Regions from separate parts of the Danio rerio genome. Here region 2 is linked to region 1. The links are chromatin contacts, called in public Hi-C maps. All regions are on one chromosome and are shown on one strand. The core of a region is the stretch at or near the end of the contact, and the rest is flanking DNA. Distances in the headings are between cores, read along the strand shown.

Region 1 (5,450 bases), core at 1,140-3,639:
TAATGCCTTAGCACTTAACATCTATTCCTCACTGTCTCGTTCATGAATTACCTTGCACTGGAAGTGGGATCCCTCGTACTTCATGCAGCCTGAGGTCAGCATCGCCTCGCCGTGCTCATCCTCCTCTATGATAGCAAAACAATGGCCGTTTGTCCTGGGCAAACACACAAAGGTAGTTTAATTCAGATTGTTCACATTTAATTGAGAAGAAGTGAGATGAGGATAGTGTACTCACTCGCAGGTGTTGTTTGTGGCATCTTCTGGGCAGTGGCCTGAACAGTAGCAGCTAAGGAAGCGGGCAGCATCCTCTGGGGCCACGGTGGACCCGTCTCCTGCCTGAGCTCGCCTTGGATCTGATCCAGGCTTGACTCCAGTGCCATGAAGCATGTAGTCTGGGTTTTGTCCACCTAAGGTTAAAATAGAGGAAATCAGATTTTTTTTAGATATCCCAGAATGTGACTGTCCATAGTATTTTCATCATTACTCGTCTATATTTATGCAATCGTGATGAATCAAATCTTGCTAGAGAAATCATTGTGTCAAAGCATTTCAAACCAATAAAACCAAAATGTACGATTAGTATTGCTGTTCATTTCACTCAGTGATCTTGATATCATAAAGTTAAAGGTTTCGTTCATCCAAAAATGAAAGTTCTGTTATTTACTCAACCCCATGTCATTCCAAACCCCTGAGACAAATTACAATATTTTAGATGAAATCAGAGATCTCTCTCATCCTCCATACGGCCCTGAGATATTTAAAGCTCAGACAAAGAACCAAAAACATTGTCAAAACATTCTATGTAACTTCAGTGTTTCAACTGTAATCTTACAAAGCGTCAAAAAAACTTTGTTCAGCAAAACAAACTGTAAATATGACAGTTTGCCTGCAAGCGCCGTACTGCTGATAGTAAATTTGCAATTTAATCTGACCCAGAAGACATGGGCAAGTACATTTTTACAGTTTTTATGGCACACAAAAATGTTCTTGGAAATTTTAATTTTTTCAGTTGAACCCCTAAAGTCACAAGAGAAGTTTTGAAGTCACATACAAACTTTTGACAATGGTTTTGGTTCCTTTTCTGGACTATTAACATCTCAGGACTGTCGACGTCTATGGAGGACAAAGAAGCTCTCAGATTTCATCTAAAATTTCTTAATTTGTGTTTTGAAGACAAACTGAGGTCTCAGGGATTGGAAAGACATCAGAGTGAGCAGTTAATAATAGAATTATAATCATTTGGGTGAACTGTACATTAACAATTCTACTTTGATAACAGTAATACAAAGGAAAATGCTATGCATTTGTGGTATTAATTTGATTCCTTCTAAGTCAAGTAAATGCTTCTCTTTGTGAATGGCTTGAATCATTTGTTCAATTCAATCAGAATTTTTTTAGAAATTAAACACTGTGTGTCAACAACAAACTCCTGTAGTAGTTTCATATTTTAGTTGGCAAAACTGACAATCTAAAACGTTTTATGATATTATCTTTTTATTTACAAACTGTCACACACATGCCTTTTTCAGGACAAAAACTGTCCTTGTGTCATACTGCACTTATTGCTCATGTGATACTGCATAACTACTAAAATATGAGACAAAAACCAAAACACAGGGAACTTTTGCCTTAGTATCTTGGATTTTAGGGCCATATTCTGAATTCTGTAGTCCCCAACATGCAGCAAAATATGATATACAACCCTTCTGGAAAATTATTCTTTAAAAGTGCTGTGTAGCGTAGATTTGATTTTCATTCAACATTATTAACATAACGTTTTAATAACTTTAGTTTAATAACTCATTTGTTTTGTTTTTGCCATGCTGACAGTACATATTTTTTACAAGAAACTAGTCTTAAGCTTAAAGTGCAATTTAAAGGTTAAACTAGGTTATTTATTAGGTTAAATAGGCAAGCTAGGTTAGTTTTTATTGTAGCCAATCAAAAGAAAACTAAGTGATATTTATAATACTGACCTTAAAATTGCTTTAAGAAAAGAAAATTTTTTTCCAACTTATCTTCATTTTACAAACTCTGTAAAAACATCCTTGCTTTGTTAAACATCACTTAGGAAATGTTTAAAATTTAATAATAATAACTTTTCACAGGAGGGCTAATACAATTTTGTCTTCAACTGTATATACAATCACAAAACATATTCAAATCACAGCCACATGGACACAAGCCCTGTCTTATTCACTTTAATCTGTGCTCACTTATACTGCAGGGGATCTTGGATAAATAGGTGGGAGTACGGAAAACAGATCACTACAGCCTGTGAGTAAAAACAAGAGGGAGATAAGCTTTGAAATCTGGGACAGAGAGACAGAGACATGTAGATTTGTCAGTGCTGTAACCTGATCCAACTGAGTGCGTGAGCATTTTGTCACAGACAGACAGGTTGCATATCACCCCGGGTACAAAGACTCGTGTGTTTAGTAATGCTGTGGGTGCTTCCTCTTAGAGCCGTGCTGCTCGTCCTGCAGGTCCGGACAGGCCTAAACCCAGTCAAAATAAGGCCACACTAAAACAGGCATGCTGCTGTTTAGTAAAGCACTACATTCCACACCTAGGATCTCATTACAAGAGGCGCGATTCAAACCTGTCCAACGTCTCAGACTGCTTCAAGCCTGCCCTACATCTCTATCACTCAAAAAGAACATAAATATCAGATGGCGACGAGAGTCTCAAGTGTCCCTCAGAATCACAGCGCCTCATTTCCCATAGTTGATGTGCAAAACCAAACAAATATAAACAGCAAACCCCATCCCGTAGGAATATCTTACCTGCTATCAGCAGTTACACGACAGTGACACCTCCAGCTGTATAAGCTGGGGTGGAGAGCACTAAATATTGATATAGGGATTGATAACACACCAGTGTGGAGCCACAAAGCTTTAAACCCTCATAAATGATATCAGCTGAGGGGAAAAAATATCAGAGGAAGAGAGCAAACAAACCGCTTGTTAAACATCTACAGGAGAATCACTCAATTCACTCAGTTCATAATCCATTCAGTTATAATCACTGAGGCTGTCAAATTAATCATATCCACAACAATTATCTTCATGAAATAAAGGTATCAGATAAAAAAAAAAACAACAACTATAAATTACATGCAGAATTTTGCATAATCTTATTGCACTTTTTACACTTTTTGAATTAGGAAATAGCTATGCGTTAATGGACTTTAAAAGCACAACGAGGAGACAAAGGTTATTTAAAATCCTTTAATACATCGGTCAGTCATGACATTTCGAGCATTTTTTACCAGATAAATGATGAAACTAATAACACAGGCTTTATCAGGTACTTTGAATCATCATCACACCTTGACATCCATATTAAAAAGCTTGTCACGCTGCTGTTTTTGACAGTTTGGTGCCATCTTGTGACTCAATAATATGTAGGTTAGTGTATGCTCCATTCAGCCATATTCAATTTGGTCATCTTTGCACTTATTAAAGGATTAATAAACTATTATGGCTCAGAAAATTTTTTTGTGTTCATTGTTAAACCCAATAAAGTACATCCAGTTGTTTGTTTTGCAGATTTAAGCCTTTCAGACCTATACAACAGATAAACCCGTCAGGCTTTATTTCATGGTAACAACTGCCTGAATGTACTTTATTTCTTATTGAATGCATGACATGTTATACAAGTTATAAGTAGTTTTGCTCTTTGCCAAGAAATATCTGATGGTGCATGCATGCAAATGACTTTCATATCTATATAGCTCATGGTAACCTATGCTAGCTACTTCTTCACAAAATATTTGCAAGTTGGTTATTCCTGAGTTGGTTAAACATGTCTGTGTCCTCAAGATTACACAGAGGAGTGAAGGATCCATCAAGTGTGTCTGGCTTACTATTAGGGGTGTTATGGATCACGGTTGATCCGTGACTCATACGGCTCACAACCCATGGTTCAGAACACACGTGACCCGCGGATCAATAAAAAAAAAAAAAGTTAACTCGTAGATTAATTTTAAATATTTCACAGAGAAAGATTGCCTCTTGCATCATTCAAATGAAGTATGAAAGTATTAAGGCTTTTCTGTAAAATATAATAATGACGAAAGATGTTGTGGTAGGTTATTCGAAATGTGGTGGGTTTCTTAGGTGTTTTCTGTCACTACTTGTTAAGTCTGCATTAATGCATTCAGTGTAAGCTGCACGATTATTCATTAAAAGATCTGGATCTCAATATCCACGCAACATAAATTATAAATGATTGTGATTTGCATATGTTTATTAATCCTAAGAGATTCAGTCTTTTGTCTTTTGAGTTGGTTATGTTAGGACAGTCAAATAACACCGAAGTACTGGGAGATAACAGTTTATATTTAAATAAAACCACTGATGTTTATGGTAAAGAATAAAATCACTAAGGGTGTCACGATTCGAAATTTATGCTCGATTTCGATTATCGAATCAAAAAATAGAATCGTCGATGCTGCCACGCCCCCATGTCACGTCAGCTTGGCTTGCCAAGCGGGAAAAAACACGCTTGTTAAAGTGCTTGTTAAACTGTGCCAACGCAGGTGACCCATCTACAGAGCTTAAACCTTCAGGGCTTGACAATAAGGACTGCCCGATAGCCCGGAGCCAGCGTGTGAGACGCTCGGGCCAGTGTACAGTGGTGCCTTGATGCCTGACAGATCGAGCCAGAGCTGCGTGCTGCGACTGTCTGTCAATTGTGTGCAAATACAATCTTACGGTGCTTTGACACATAGACGTTTGTTTCGGAATCTGTCTCGTTTCCCCTGTTAGCGTGGTTTGTTTGGCATATATCCAGTAGTTGCGCTCAAGAAAAAAGTGATTGACAGGTGGTAATTATGTGTGTAACTTGCCTTTATTCATTTACTGTATGATTTGTTTATGGGTAAAACAAAGACCATGCAGGTCAGGTAGTTTAAACGGTAGGCTACAAATAATTAATTTGTTATTAATTAATTAATTATTCATAATCGAAAATCGAATCGAATCGTGACTTAAGAATTGAAAATGTAATCGAATCGAGAATTTGGAGAATCGTGACACCCTTAAAAATCACCATTGTATACATTTAATGATGCTCAAAATTTAGCAATGTTGTAGGCAGAAATTGCATTATTTAACCAATAGGTGGCGACAACCAGCCGTAAAAAATATGCCACTGAATAATTCTTCAAAAATGATACATCTAACAATGAAATGAGTTAGAAATTAGATTTATGAGTGACTAACTGAATCATTTATTGAAAAATAGACTAAATCTAGATTTAAATCTACATTTTATACTAAATATACACTTTATACATTTAGTGTCATCAGCCACAGTAGTAGTAACTGAAGTTTTCACAGTACTGAATAATTTACAATTTATTTTTATTCAGCTAATTATTTCTTCATTTTATTTTTAATAAAATTACAGGTTCTAAGTTCTGTTAGTTAAACCCAAGTGTCTTG
Region 2 (4,877 bases), core at 1,339-3,838, 220 kb after region 1:
CTAATACATTCAACATAAACAACAAAATTGTATTCATTCATTTTATTTCATTCATTTTATTTGGCTTAGTCCTTTTATTAATCAGCCGAATGAACCGCCAACTTATCCGGCATATGTTTTACACAGTGGAGGATGCCCTTCCAGCCACAATCCAGCACTGGGAAACAGCCATAAACTCTTGCACACACATACGCTACCGCCAATTTACCTTTTCAAATTCACCTACTGTATACCACATGTCTTTGGACTGTGGAGGAAACCGGAGCACCGGAAGAAACCCACGCGAACACGGAGAGAACATGCAAACTCCACACAGAAATTCCAACTGACCCAGCCAGGGGTCAAATCAGGGACCTTCCTGCTGTAAGGTGACAGACATGCTATTCTATAATCCAGACATGCTATACCCCATTATGCGAATTACATTTGTCAGTTGCTATTTGTTTATATTTACATTTAGCCATTTAGCAGATGCTAGTCGGTAAAAGGGATAACTGAGTGTTATTTTTAGTCAGTTAAGTTTTGACGAAATGTGTCTTCAGATGTTTATAGGCTGGGAGCTAGCCTATTGAATGGGCTGGTTCTTTTTTCTTAAAAGTAGACCATTTGCTTTATTTTCTATTTTTCTATTTAATATTGAGGATTAAATACTGCATTTTAGTGACATTTTAAGCACTTTTTTGGGATTAGCTTGTCAGATGGTGACCATACTTTTTGATGCAACAACATTTTTTTTTTTTACATTTTTGTCAATGTGCTCAAAATACTATTTTACCACAAAAGCTTACTGTATATGTTTTTTTTTTTTTTTGTTGTTTGTACTAACATTTAACATTTTTGAATGGTTCCCTGTTTATAGCACTTTCCATGAGGTTTCATGTAAAATGATCCACTGCTGTTCAAGAGTATATTGACCATCAATAGAAGCACAGAAACAAAAAGGAGTTCAAACTATCCATGAACACTTGATTTAGCCTGATATTTTAAGAGTCATATTTATATTTGGTCCCACTTTATATAAGGGTGGCCTTAACTATGTACTTGCATCAAAAATAAATACAATGTACTCACTGTGTTTATAATGTATTGCAGAACACTTCTGGTGCTCTTGAGGTGGGACACAGGTAAGGCTAAAGACAGATAGTAGTGATGGGTTTAAGGGTGGGTTAGGTTGTAAGGGATGCTCAACAGTGCAAGTAGAGAAATTAATTACAGATTGTAAGCATATATTTAATTAATCCTAAGTACAATGTACAAGCATGTATTTACACAACACGTACATTGCAACAAACTATTTTCTGTGTAAGTACATATTAGTTAAAGCCACCTAATATAAAGACGGCCTTGTATTCAAATTTAAATCAGATTAAGAATTCTAGAAAGGCCACTTATGATGAAAATCAACTATTGTAAACTGTTTGGGCAGAACTGTGTGTTGGTATAGTGTGTCCACAGTCACATTGGAGTGATAGAAACACAATCAGTTTCTTTTTTTAAATTTCCTGACATTAAAATTGGACTCAAAATGTATTAGGATGTCTCTGTAGTAACGCTTATAATCATATCAACAAGACAGGATGTGCGCAAAGTAACTGGGATTTAAAGATCTCTTTAGCTCTTTGTGGTCTGTGTGGAACTTTATAACGGCACTGTGTGCGACTCATCATTGCAGAAAGGCTTGAATTAACACTTGGGAAAGTTCTTACTGTAGTAAGGAAGATCTGCTTCATTACTGTCAGTCACTTTGCTGTTTATCTATGTGAAGGCTACACGCATCAGAGAAATACTGAAAGATCTCTGTGGCTCTGACTCACAAATGACCAGCTCATTTGCATTAAAGGCACAGGCAATAAAAACAGCTACAATGCCCCAACAGCTCAAATTTCTCAGATTTAAAAAGGTAAAACAAATAATCACATGGGTATTTTGAGCTAAAGCTTTACAGACACATTCTGGAGACACGAGACAATTAAATCTTTAAAAAAGGGTAAAATAGGTGCCTTTTAAAATATCTTGGCTTATGGTCCATATTAAAGTTCATACTGGTTTGGAACAAAATGAAAAAATGACAGATGACAGAAGAATTGACATTCAATGATAAAGGACGATGCATGAATGTCTTCATTCCATATCTTAAAAATAAACTTCTGGCATCCTATAAACTGTAAGCCTAAAGAGTTTAGCTCATCTCGCTTCACTTTGGTCTTAAGTTTTAGCACCTGACACATCCTCGACTAACTGGAGAACCCAAGTGTGACTAAGTGGAGAAACTCTACAAAAATGAAGAAAGGTGAAGCCTGTGGGATTTTCTCAGAAAGCGTGCAGCGGAAGAGGAAGAATGTAGGTGTCTTTGCCACTATTTAGCATGCACACCTCCTCGCTCGCCCCTTATGGTGTCATTTCCTCTGAATAAAACCTGCAGGAAGACACAAACAAACAGATAAATAATGAAAAGCTCAAAGAACTGGTGGGCCAAAGAAGTCACGATTCATAGTCAGTCAAAGGGAGTAAAAATAACCCTCTGGTTTCTATTTCTCCCTTCCTCCTGTGTGAGGGATATTTTTAGCAGCTGGAGACGTGTTTCATTGAGGCAGCAGAGCCACTCGTCTGAGGCTCGGCGCACGTGAGGCTGTGGCACATGCAGGGATGAGGAAGAGAGAGAGGAGAGGAGCTGATTCACCAAGAGCTACAGCATCACTTCACTTTAAACTACTCAAACTGTTCTGCATGCTGTACTCTCTTCCGTCATTCACAAGAAAACGTTGCAAGATATTTTCTGCTTACATACATGAATCTATGATATTGTTGATGGTGGTGACATTGATTGATACTGATACAACAGCAATAGGAGAATTGATTGGTGATGCTGTTTTTATATTGGTCTTTAACTCCACAAACCTGCTCTATCATGCATTGTTTATAAATTTAAGACATTTCAAGATGAACATTGACTTGACTGGAAATACAAGGAATCACTTGATTATTCAGAGTACATGATTTTGTGGCATAATTATGCTATAATGCGAGTATGCTGTAGATATCATCTGCTTTTACATACATTCATTTTCTCTACGGTGTAGTTTCTTTATTAATCTGGGGTCGCCACAGCGAAATGAACCACCAACCTATCCAGCATATGTTTTATGCAGTGGATGCCCTTCCAGCCGCATCCCATCACCGGGAAACACCCATACACTCTCATTCACACACATGCACTACGGACAATTTTATTTACCCAATTCATCGTTATCATCAGCTTTTGTTTTTTTATTATTTTTTGTTTGCTTGGTAACTGTTTACTTGAATGGGTGGTTATAAGACTGGCACATTATTAATATTCATTGTAAAAAAAAAAAAACATAAAATTAACAGCACTTAACCTTAAAAAATATGGTAAACTATCATAATTCATGAATTTATATGATTCTACAGCAGTGTTTTGAAGTACAAAAATCTACATATCTTACCTTTGTTATACAGACAAAAACACACCCTAAACAGGTGATGAGAAAGTCATATGATGAACCAAAGTTCATCACAGACAACATTTACCAGGAACAGAGAAACACACTAATATACTGTATAAAAGGTGATAGTCAATCACACAACTGCTTAACACGATCATGGTAACACACATGAAATTTAAATAATGCAATAAATATCCTGGGAAAGTCAATGGTATATATGCACAGTGACTTTTAATTTTCAGCCTGGCAGTCCAAGGGCTTTCGGTAAACTTTCTTTCCATTACAAAATTGTCACGTTTAAGATCTGATTTCTTTAAAAATCTGCAGACTTTACTGCCTGTTAGATATACAATATTAAGTGGGTCTCAGATCAGACAAGAAGCACTGCATTAAAACCCATTTCCACTGCCATGTCTTTAAAATATGACTATGAAATATGAATTTCAGCGCTAGTGGTTACAATGGTCTTTAATCTCGTTTTAAACTTGAACAACTAAATGAATGCTTAAGTCTATTTACTGCGCATAGAGCCCATTTCTGGTTATTAACTGTATATGTTAGGGAAACATACTGTTAAACAGGTTGCAGATTTTTTTATGTTCATTTTTTACAGTGATGACGTGACACATAACTTACACATAACAACATAACACACTAAATGAGTCATGAATATCTCTTAAAAAGTGTCAATACTTGGCACACATTAATTGAGGTTAAGAAAGATATTAATGATGCTGTTATAAATTCATGACAAAAAGTGAAAACAAATAATAAATTGTGTTCATACTGTCTTGCACTACACTTACAGTATGGTGCTATTGAGGTGGGATACAGAAAGGTTAGAGACAGGTTTGGTGAAATGGGTAGCTTTAATTCATTGATTTTCCTTTTGCTTACTGTGATTATCAGAGCTCGCCACAGCAGAATTAACCCCCAATTATTCCAGCACATGTTTTACGCAGCAGATGCCCTTCCACCTGCAACCAAGTACTGGGAAACATCCATACACACTCGTTCACACATACACTATGACCAATTTTGTTTTACTTTACTTATACTGCATGTCTTTGGACTGAGGGGGAAACCGGTGCACCCGGAGGAAACCCACGCGAACACAGGGAGAACATGAAAACTCCACACAGAATAGCCAACTGGCCCATCCAGGACTCAAACCAGCGAATTTCTTGTTGTGAGGTGACAGTGCTATCCACTAAGCCACCATGCTACCCCTTGGTAGTAATCAACACATATATACATTCTCCCAACATGACTACTTATAACTTTAGACGAATCATTTAATTCTTTAGACAATAGTTCAATATCATAGCAATTTTTCAATGACAAATATCCATCACAAGTTTAAATAATCTCCTGAATTATATTAATATCCATCATTGAATCTGATGGATA

The links. Hi-C and Micro-C count contacts between places; a contact is called where the count stands out from the background.
Region 2: a Hi-C map of embryo shows a contact between it and region 1, with 1.8 times the contacts expected there. The contact joins two enhancer-like sites. A contact is called at or near these places in 1 of 18 Hi-C or Micro-C datasets (embryo) and 1 of 4 datasets of contacts at active chromatin or transcription factors (caudal fin).

The regions. Positions count from the first base shown.
Region 1 is chr12:27,759,367-27,764,816 of GRCz12tu, forward strand. It overlaps bmpr1ab (bone morphogenetic protein receptor, type IAb), which reads right to left. Exons shown (of 13, transcript NM_001004585.2): 4 at 236-407; 5 at 52-154. Among named protein-coding and RNA genes, the nearest start is that of mmrn2b, 29 kb to the left of the region's middle. Within about 2 kb of position 2,390, at least 23 of the 62 cell types and tissues checked have an H3K27ac peak or open chromatin away from gene starts, as enhancers often do.
Region 2 is chr12:27,983,888-27,988,764 of GRCz12tu, forward strand. No RefSeq gene overlaps it. Among named protein-coding and RNA genes, the nearest start is that of opn4b, 34 kb to the left of the region's middle. Within about 2 kb of position 2,589, at least 4 of the 62 cell types and tissues checked have an H3K27ac peak or open chromatin away from gene starts, as enhancers often do.